Regions from separate parts of the Oryctolagus cuniculus genome. Here region 1 is linked to region 2. Evidence: chromatin contacts called from public Hi-C data. All regions are on one chromosome and are shown on one strand. The core of a region is the stretch at or near the end of the contact, and the rest is flanking DNA. Distances in the headings are between cores, read along the strand shown.

Region 1 (5,447 bases), core at 1,236-3,735, 480 kb after region 2:
GAACTGTTCCTCTGATTGTCGGCCTCTATATTTGTATTTGCCAACTTCTATTCTACATATCTAATAGCAAAATTAGCTCCATTTCTGAAGTATGAGTTCCTTGTGAACATCAACCATGGCCTAATCATCACCACAAAACCTCAGAATGTCTCAGAAAGCACTTTGTAGTAGGCCCTTGAAGAATAGTTACTAAACTGGTTTGATTTTTAAGAAGTGTTGTAGAGGGGCCGGCGCCGTGGCTCACTTGGTTAACCCTCCGCCTGCAGCGCTGGCATCCCATATGGGCACCGGGTTCTGTCCAGTTGCTCCTGTTCCAGTCCAGCTCTCTGCTGTGGCCCGGGAGGGCAGTGGAGGATGGCCCAAGTGCTTGGGCCCTGCACCTGCATGGGAGACCAGAAGAGGCACCTGGCTCCTTAGCTTCAGATCGCCGTAGGTGCAGCCGTAGCAGCCATGTGGGGAGTGAACCAATGGAAGGAAGACCTTTCTCTCTGTCTCTCTCTCACTGTCTAACTCTATCTGTCAAATAAATTTTTTTAAAAAGTGTTGTAGAGTGAGCATTTCGTTAGGGATTGGGTGATTTAGGTTTCAAGAGAGTGGACCAATAGCAGATGTTTTTATCCACAGGCAGTCACCTGCATCCTGTAGGTCTCAGTGTCTCTTAGCAGATGTAGGAAGTCGCCTTAGGTGATGTCTAAGATAACTTCTAACTTCTAACATTCTGGAGTGGAAAGCCTTTCTTCCTTTAAGGAAATGTAAAATTATATATCAGTTGTATTCATAAGCATATATTCTATAAATGTAATGGGAATTTCTTATTAAATATAGACAAATAAAACTGTCACATATGATGATGGAGTAATGGAGTAGTAAGCAATTACTCCACCTAGACGTGATTGTGAGTCTATATTTTTTCTATGTTAAAAATAAAATAAAAATGTTGGCCACTTTAACTTGATTTAAATGACTGTCTTTGACATACAGGCATTATTTTTTTTTTCCTGAACATAGAATCTCATCCTAATCCTCTAAAATATCACCAGGTTAGCTTCCTAAAGAGTCCATATTACTTCCCAGAAAAATTTATACTCAAGAAGAAATTTTCTGAATATATAAGAATGCATTCATTATATTTATAAGCTCTAATTAATTCCTTTTCTCATAAATATATGTTCTAATGTGATACACACTTTGGGAACTTTGTTTCTATTCTGTTCTTCAATTTATTTATTTATTTATTTATTTATTTATTTATTTTGACAGGCAGAGTGCACAGTGAGAAAGAGAGACAGAGAGAAAGGTCTTCCTTTGCTGTTGGTTCACCCTCCAATGGTTGCCGCGGCCGGCGCTGATCCGATGGCAGGAGCCAGGCACTTATCCTGGTCTCCCATGGGTACAGGGTCCAAGTACTTGGGCCATCCTCCACTGCACTCCCTGGCCACAGCAGAGAGCTGGCCTGGAAGAGGGGCAACAGGGACAGAATCCGGTGCCCCAACCGGGACTAGAACCCAACCCGGTGTGCTGGCCCGCAAGGCAGAGGATTAGCTTAGTGAGCCGCGGCGCCGGCCTTCTTCAATATATTTATAAATATTTGAATATCTGAGTGGAAATGTCATTCTGCAATTTAACTTTAAAGGTATAAAAATCAGATTCATGTGAGATGTGCAGTGTTTGGGGAAGAGGAAAAAAACTTCATTAAGAAGAAAATTCAGTTGGAGTTTTCTCAAATTTTAGATATATAATCAATAAAAAGAATTATAATTTATTAATTTAATAGCAGTCACCTAAAATGTTTGTCTATCAAATGACCCTTTTATATTAACAGTTATGAAACCATTAAATTTACTGGACCAAGGCTGTTTTATAGATATTGATTTGTATCAAATATTGGATTCTTTTTCACTGGAACTGGTAAAAAAAAATTAAATAAAGTTCGCTATCTGTAGGCGCAATGGAATGACCACTAGAGAGAGCATATGGTCAGCGTAGGCTAGAGGGCTTCTGGCAGAACGGACCACACTGCTGAAACACAGATTATCTTCCTTCCAGCCCTGACCCAGCCAGCTGGTGACACTGCCCTCAGGCAACCAGCCACTGAGAGACCAGGAGGCTATGGAATTTAGAAGCCGCGGTCTACAGCAACAGCAACTTCCTTCATGACTTATGGATATCAAAACCTATCAGGGGCTGGTTGGATGTTCCTGGGTGTCCCGTGATCACTTAATTTATAAATGAGAATGCAACCTCAGGTCAGTTTCATTCCGCCTCTCATTAGATGATTCCAGAGTGGATTCTAGGCACAGAGCAAGCATGGGTGGGGAGTTCTGGAATCTTCTCCCTCCACCTGCCCTGCAGACTGCACACCAGTCCTGGATGCTCAGGTGGACTCCCAGACACAGTAATTGGCTTGGTGACCACTGGGGGCTCCAACTAGCCTCTACACCACCACTTAAGTTAAAAGTAATAGAAACTTTATGCTGGGGTCATTGTTCCCTGGAGGCCTTGGTGAATTAGCCTGAAGAATGATTGGCAGCATGAGGGCTCTGGGCCCTACAGCAATGGATCCTGTAGCAATTACTAGGTAGGGATTAGAAAGCCATTGGTTGACGTTTCCGACTTTCCTCTTAGAATTGATAGAGGACCCAAAAGGAAGTCTACAATGAGTTGCAGTAACAAAAGTGACGATGGCAGCTGCTCCCTAATAAGCAGGGATACTCCTCCACTGAAAGTCAGTCTTTCCCCAGAAAGGAATTTCTGAGGATGACAGTAAGGCCAGGCCTATGGCATTGAGTGGAGTCTTTAGGAGAGGTGTGGTAAAAGCAAATATGGGGACGTATCATTTAATTAGCATTTAAGAATGAAAAAATAGAAAGTGTGAGCACAAATTAATCTTAAAAAAAGCTCAGCTGAATCTCCTTCAAGAATTAACTCCTTCCTATCCTGCCTTCTAAAGCAAAGGAAGTTGCTCTGGGATTAAGGACAGACGGTGGGCACCGGTGCTAAGCACCCAGGAGAGAGGGGCGTTCGCCAGTCTCACACAAAGCCGGGAGTTCCCAGGCCGCCAGCGGCCCTGCCCGCGACACCACAGCGGCGAGCCAGGAAGTGCCCATGTCTGTCCAGCTGTCCTGCCGCTCAGCTGGTGGCCGGCAGAAGTTAGTCACCCGGAGCCCGAAGCCGGCGGCCGTCGGAGCGCAGACCGGCCGCGGAAGGGCGCGGGAGGGACCTGGGTACCGGGACGGCCGGGAGAAGCGAAAGGAGCGCGGGGGCGAGGGGACGCGGTGGGGACGCTGGGCGCCTTTTGCCGGTGGGCGAGCGGTGCTGGGTCTGCAGGGGCCGGGGCGCACGGGCGCGCCAAGGGGAAACACTTACAGCGGGAACTTCCCACCGAGGGCCAGAAAAGCAGGCAGGGAGAGACTTGAAATGTCCCAATAACTTTAAAAACACACCAAAACACTCCTTCAGGAGATGAGGTAAGCGGGGTTAGCCAACTCCGATTGGTTGTGAAATATCAGACAGACCCGGAGCTGCTGTGGCTTTAAATGAGGCCAAGGAAATCTTCTGTTTTTCTTGCCCCAATACTTTTTCCCCTCGCTCTCGCTCCCTCCCTCTCGCTAGCCGGGTCCCGGTCCCTTCCTCCTTCCTGGTCTCCCTTTCCTCGATCAGCCTCCCCCTCCGCCCCTGCCCTCCCCCATCCGATTAGGCGCGGAGCGGGAAGGGTGGGAGCGGTGGGGGAAGCTCTCCCTTTAAGAGGCAGCGTGCAGTGACGAATTGTTGAAATTGCCATTGCAGGATGGCATGCCGCTATAAATTCATTGTTCCACCTCCTCGCATCTTCACAGCGCTCGCAGCAGCCGACTGGGGATGACCGCGGGCAGGAAGGCACCGCAGACCAGGGGACCCCGACGCGCCACCCGCACCGGCTCGCCGCAGGCCGCCCCCTGCGATTTTGTCTTAATTTTTATGGCTTTTCCTCCTCTCTTTCTCCCCTTCCTCCTGGTTCCAGCAGAGCCGAGGAAACCCACAAAATAAGAAAGCAAGTGGGCCCCGGAGCTCGGAACCTCTGCAGCCGGCGGGGACCGAGCGGCCAGGGGGCGGCGGCGAGGCGGCGCGCACCAGTTGCCGGCCCGGTGCGCGGTACCCTCCTTACTTTTCCTGGTGCAAGGAACCTGGCAGCATTGGACTTTTTGTTTGTTTGCTTGTTTCCTCTCCTTTCCACGTATTTGCTGAATCTCCATCACCTGACTTTTTTCTCTCTTCCTTTTTTTTTTACCCCCCATTTTTTTTTTTTTTCCGGAGCTGCAATCCAAACATTTTTCCAAACCAACAAAGAAAAGTTCGCACGCTGGCACCGCGGCCCGGACAGGCAGGCGCTGCTGCCGGTCCCCCCACCCTCCGACACTTGAGTCAACCTTGGGAGCAAGTGTGTGTGTGTGTGTGTGTGTGTGCCCCCACTCCCCGCCCCGGTAACTTCCCTAGCGAATAACAAATACCCATAAGGTCCCGGTCACGCAGCCCCTCCCCGCGGGCAGCGCACTATGCTGCTCTGGTGGGCGTCCTTGCTGCTGTGCGCGTTCCGCTTGTCCCTGGCCGCAGCCGGCACCGCCGCGGCACCTGCCCAGGATAAAGCCGGGCAGCCTCGGGCTGCTGCAGCGGCCGCCCAGCCCCGCCGGCGGCAGGGGGAGGAGGCGCAGGAGCGGACCGAGCCTCCCCGCCATCCGCAGCCGCTGGCGCCTCAGCGCCGGAGCAGTGGGCTCGTGCGGAACATCGACCAGCTCTACTCGGGCGGCGGCAAGGTGGGCTACCTCGTCTACGCGGGCGGCCGGAGATTCCTCCTGGACCTGGAGCGGGATGGTTCGGTGGGCGCTGCTGGCTTCGTGCCCGCAGGAGGCGGGCTGAGCGCACCGCGGCGCCACCGGGACCACTGCTTCTACAGGGGCACGGTGGACGGCAGCTCCCGCTCCCTGGCCGTCTTTGACCTCTGCGGCGGTCTGGAGGGTTTCTTCGCGGTCAAGCACGCGCGCTACACCCTGAAGCCTCTGCTGCGAGGGCCCTGGACCGAGGCGGAGGCTGAGCGAGTGTACGGGGATGAGTCCGCACGGATCTTGCACGTCTACACCCGCGAGGGTTTCAGCTTCGAGGCCTTGCCGCCGCGCGCCAGCTGCGAGACTCCGGCTTCCCCGCCGGGGCCCCGCGAGCGCCCTCCGGCGCACCTCAGCCCTGCCCGACGCGCAGCGCTGGCCCCGCAGCTCACGGACCTGTCGGCTCTCCCGCCGGCCGCCGACGGACCTGGACCACAGACGTGGTGGCGGCGGCGGCGCCGCTCCATCTCCCGGTCCCGCCAGGTGGAGCTGCTCCTGGTGGCTGACTCGACCATGGCGCGGATGTACGGCCGTGGCCTGCACCACTACCTGCTGACCCTGGCCTCCATCGCCAACCGGTTGTACAGCCAC
Region 2 (5,363 bases), core at 1,019-3,518:
AATTGGGGGATATGAACACCATGGAATACTAAACAACAGTAAAAAAAATGCAACAAAATTGATGCAGCCAGAAAACAAACATTATACTTAGTTTAATAAGTCAATCCCAAAAGGACAAATACCATATGTCCTCCCTAATCTGTGGTAACTAACAGAGTACCTAAAAGGAAGTCTGAAATCAAAACTGATACTTTGAGATGTGATGACTTTGTCTCCACTGTTAAGGAACAGGGTTTTTTTATAATATTTGTTGAAACTCAAATGGTAGAGTTAGAAACATACCAGGGGATTCCAATTCAATCCCATCAAGGTGGCATGTACCAATGCCATCTCACTATTCCAAGTGATCAATTTCAGTTCACAATTGATCCTAATGAAAGGACTAAGAGTCAAAGGGAGCACATAAACAAGTCTAGTACCTGCTAACACTAACCGATAGAATAAATAAAGGGGAGAGTGATCCAACATGGGAAGTGAGATACTCAGCAGACTCATAGAATGGCAGATGTCCTAAATAGCACTCTACTTTGCTTCTAATTCCAGTTTCCTACAAATGTGCATGCTGGAAGGCAGCATGGGATGGCTCAAGTAACATCCATGTTGCTTATGAAATAAGAAAACCATGTTTACTTTGTTAATTTCTTAATTATATTTTTAATTTTGTAATTTTAATTTCCTAAATCCTAATATAGTACCTTCATTATTAGGCTTTAGAGTGAGCTATTTAGTATCTCTGAAGAAGTTTTATTGAAGAAAATTGAAATCTTGCTCTGGAAAACAAGGAAATATGATGATTTTGGAAAACAAACCTTGTTACAGTACAGTACTAATCTTTGGATATCTTCCATTGACTATTGTCAAGGCAAGCTCAATTTCAAAGACAAGATGAATTCTCTTGATTAAATCAATATTCATCTCTGACAGCCACTGAGAGAAGATGAGATGAACTCAGGAGCCATAGTTGTACAAAGGGGGCCCCACTGGAGCTAAATATGTATTAGTGTATTTATAATGGCCTAAATCCCACAATCTAGCCAGAGAGTAGATTATATCACAATGGGCACATTTTCAGAGTCATCATCTAAGAAGGCATGCAACTGGCTTTCAGATGATTACCACATAGTCTGTCGGATTTTTAAGGGTTGCATTATATTTTTCAAGTAGTCTTCTCTTTCACCATTTAAAAGAAATACTAGAAAAAAATGCAAGAAATCTATTATTATGCAATCTCTCCCTCCTACTTTTCAGACTGTAGTATTTTGTTTGTTCCTTATTTTTTGCTGGAGGGCACATAACATTTCTAAAGGTTTCTTAGTTAGACATAAGAATCAGATGGCTTTCAGTAGACAAAATGATACGGATAATAAGTGCCATGCATCAAATCAAAACACTTTCCTAATGTTTTTCACCCTGACTTTATTGAAGTTCCATTTGGAAATCCTTTCTGTGCAAACTGGATGTGCTTTTTCAGTGCCAGGGATGACAAAGGTTAAAGAATGCGCCCAGCTGTTTCCCACATGCTGGGCTTGCAGAGCATAGTGTCCAGTTTCCTTCCCTTACTGGTGCCTCCCCTGTGTTCTTATCTGGCTTCACCCCCTCCACTCCCTGAATGACAGCCCTGGCTTGGTTTTTGTGACCCTGGGTAACTGTAATGTAGCAGGTTTTGATAAGAGACAGGATGTGCAAGGGTTCTTCTGAAACAAAATTGTACTAAAAATGCACCACCCAGTTTTGTATACCAGGCACACCCCTAGGTACATGCACATGACTGCCTCAACAATTTCCCAATCACCTGAATAAATAAGAACATGACAGGTAAAATAACATTTTGAAAAGATGAAGAAAGTTCCCATGATTAAATTACCAGGCCACATTAATGGATACCTGTAGGGGAAGGAATTTTGAAGTGAGATTTTTGGTTCAGTATCTTCTCTTCTTTCTGGCTCATGATATCCTGTTTCAGAAAGAGAGATTCAGAGAGACAGAGGGACACACACACAGACACGTTTCCAGACATTAAAATGGGGAAAATAACCTGGATATCCAGAGAAGCTCAATCATATGAGCCCTTCAAAGAAAACTTTCCCTGGTTGGCATCAGAGATTGGTAAGGAAGAAAGCATAAGAGAAAGTCACAAGGCTTGCAAACATGACTTCAGTGTGCCCCTGATTGCTCCTAACTACAGGGCATCAACAGTAAAGACTGACAAAAGGACTCTATGAGACCTGTCCAGTCCCAGCTCACAAAATAAAGAGATGGGAACTACAGACCTATAGTCAACAGGAACTGAATACAGCCAACAGACTGATTCTTTCCCACTGTCTCAGGTAAGCAAACTCACTGTCCTGACACCTAGATTTTAGTCCAGACAGACCTGTGTTTTATTTAGAACCTGTGGCACTCAAACCACTAATTCTGTGGTAATGAGTTACAGCATGACAAGAAGACATATAAGGACAGATAGTTGAATACACACACACACACACACACCCCTCTTAGGATCTCAGCCTAAGATATGGTAAAGTAGAATTAAAGCAGGAGTCCGACCTTGGAGTCCTGACAGGAGACCAGTTAGGCACATTTAAAACCCAAAACTAAATCTTAAAATGAACAAGTGTCTTAAAAATATCATTTAACTTTTTGTGTACTCTCTCTCATCACTCATGAACCTTTGACTAAACGTTAAGAGTTGGTATTCAATAAGGAAGAAATTTATGCAACTTCTCTTTTCTTAGTTTTAAAAGACTTTTTTAAGAGGAAGAAAATATATTCAAATAAATGATTTGACAGTGAATGTAAAAACCATGACATACAGCACCATTCCTATTTGAAAACATGAAGCACAGAGTCATGAAATGTGACTATCTCTGTACTTTCTGGCTTCCCTCCCCCAGAGTAATCACCTCCCACTAATCTAGGAAAATCTGGGAATATAGCACAGGGTAAGAACACTTCATCATGGTAATCAAAGTTCTGGAAATGTGCAATGGAAAAGTAAACATCTCGGCATTGCTTTTATTCTGAGACTCTGATAAAGAATTTTCCCAGCCACCTCATTGATGTTAGGGTGATTGGATAATTCTGAGACAATCTGGTTGGGAACTGAGGTATTGTTGGGTGTCACTTGAAAATTCAGTCTCAACATTATATGAGCCCTGAATCAAACCTAAAGCATGTGCCACGCTGTCCCTGCAGCTAAAAGCTCATAGTTGACCACAGCTGGAATTTGTTGACTGGCAGAAAGCAGGGAAAAGACAGCACGCACTGGGCTATTTTCTAGCCTGGATGAGGCCTGAAATTGCCAAGGGGAATGGCATGGCAAAGACTCTGCTACTGACAGTCTCTGGATCCAGCTTTCTCACCACGACTCTGCCAAAGGAAGCTGGTTAAACTCAGAAAGCACTGTGAAGATCGATTAAGGCAAAGAAGCACTGATTTTATAAGAAGAGGTTAAAAGAATTTTATGTGTGTTATTTGGCTGTGCAAACATGAAATTGCAATATGAAAATGATTAATAAATACTTGCCAGATCCAACTTATTGGGAGGGGGGTTTAGCAGCATCCACTCAACATATTTAAGAGAAATAAATAGAAGAAGCCAAATCATTTCAGACTTAAATATTATTAAAAGGTACAGAGCATAAACACTTTATTCTCACTTAGGGAAAGATTAGAGGATATAATCACTCCTGCCACCCCCAGTGCCGCAGAATGGCTCAAGGGTCTAAATTCCAGACTGCTTCTGAGATGGACTGACTCTGTGCGGATGGAGACGTGCAGATGTGAACACTCAGCACTGCTCCGTTGGGTAAGGCAGAGTGCATTTTGAGGCCAAGCTGATTCACTGTGCCCGTTCGGCACTCAGAGAACACTCTCTAGCCATTTCCAGAAAAGCTGAAAGTTGACCCTGAGTGTTGGCATCAACAATGTCAGCAAGTTGCTGCAGAAAAAAGGATCACATGTCCCTCACAAGTGTGTGCCTCACCAAGTTCCTCAGGCTGAATGCAAAACAGGCTCATTCCTCTGTCTTTCTGCTCCAGTGCAAGGTCCTCATCCCTATGGAAGATGGAGAATCCTCAGATGGTAAAAAACGGAATCCCTGTACTTTCCTACACTGCTTGCAGCATGTAAAAGAATAGACACAGGGAAGGCTGGACAGTCAGTCCCAGTAGGATACCCACCACAAAGCAAAACTGCATAACCAGGGGCCAAACACAAGTTCTTTGCTCTTTCTCTGTCCCCAGAGAGTACAACCTCACTGATTACATCACAAGGCACTAGGGAGCCTGGTTGCTGTTTTGTTGGCTAATCTGTTCTCGAGACCTTGCAAAATGTCTTTCAGATGAGCATGTCACACATTATTTAAAATCCAAGTGAAAATTCTTTGGCTTCCAATTAAAGATAAAGAGAGAGAAAAGATTTTTTAAGATTTTCAGTTAGAAAAGAGTAAGCTTAAGGCATCTGTTGTACACATGGTGAAAATAATTAATAACAATATATTATATAGTTGAAATTGCTGAAATAGAGATTTTGTGCCCTGTCACGATAAAGAAAATGTTTATGAGGTGCTAGAATGTGTCAGTTAGTTTGACTGATCTATTCTTCAATAATTACATACATCAAAACAACATCTTGGGGCCGGCACTGTGGCATAGCGGGTAAAGCAGCCACCTCCAATGCTGGCATCCTATATGGGAGCTAGTTTGTGTCCTGGCTGCTCCACTTCTGATTCAGCTCTCTGCTATGGCCTGGGAAAACAGTAGAGGATGGCCCAGGTGCTTGGGCCCCTGCATGCACTTGGGGGACACGGAAGAAGATTCTGGCTCCTAGTTTCTGATCGGTGCATCTCCGGCCCTTGCAGCCAACTGGAGAGTGAACAACAGCGGACAGAAGATCTCTCTCTCTCTCTCTCTCTGACTTTCAAATAAATAAATAAATCTTTTAAAAACCCACATCATCTTAAGCATCATAAATATAAAAAGAATTTTTGGTTTTAAATTAAAAATATCAGAGAAGAAATTGATTTAAGTATATTAATGTTTATATGGGGATCCACAAAATTTTTTTTTCACCCAGATGCTTCTGATGGGTTTGTGATCCAATAGTTGAACACTGAAATGTTCAGTACCACAATCTTTATGTCCTTACTTTTATTCCATGTTTTCTGAAATATATTTATTTCAAATGCAGACACACACATGTGTGCGCACACACACACACACACAGAAAGAGAGAGGGAGAAAGCGAGCTTCCATTTTATGCTTCATTCTCCCCAAATACTAGCAACAGCTGTCATCAGCCAAGGAGGATTTGTCCTAGCCAGTCAGCATCTCCAAATTTTTTCTTTCTTCCATTTAGTGTGG

What was found. Hi-C and Micro-C count contacts between places; a contact is called where the count stands out from the background.
Region 1: a Hi-C map of psoas muscle shows a contact between it and region 2, with 2.4 times the contacts expected there. The contact joins the promoter of ADAMTS5 here to the enhancer-like site in region 2. A contact is called at or near these places in 2 of 6 Hi-C or Micro-C datasets (psoas muscle and an unstated tissue).

The regions. Positions count from the first base shown.
Region 1 is chr4:18,838,987-18,844,433 of mOryCun1.1, forward strand. It overlaps ADAMTS5 (ADAM metallopeptidase with thrombospondin type 1 motif 5), which reads left to right and starts at 2,486. Exons shown (of 8, transcript XM_002716775.5): 1 at 2,486-5,447. The coding sequence starts at 4,533.
Region 2 is chr4:18,358,698-18,364,060 of mOryCun1.1, forward strand. No RefSeq gene overlaps it. Among named protein-coding and RNA genes, the nearest start is that of ADAMTS5, 480 kb to the right of the region's middle. Within about 2 kb of position 2,269, at least 3 of the 8 cell types and tissues checked have an H3K27ac peak or open chromatin away from gene starts, as enhancers often do.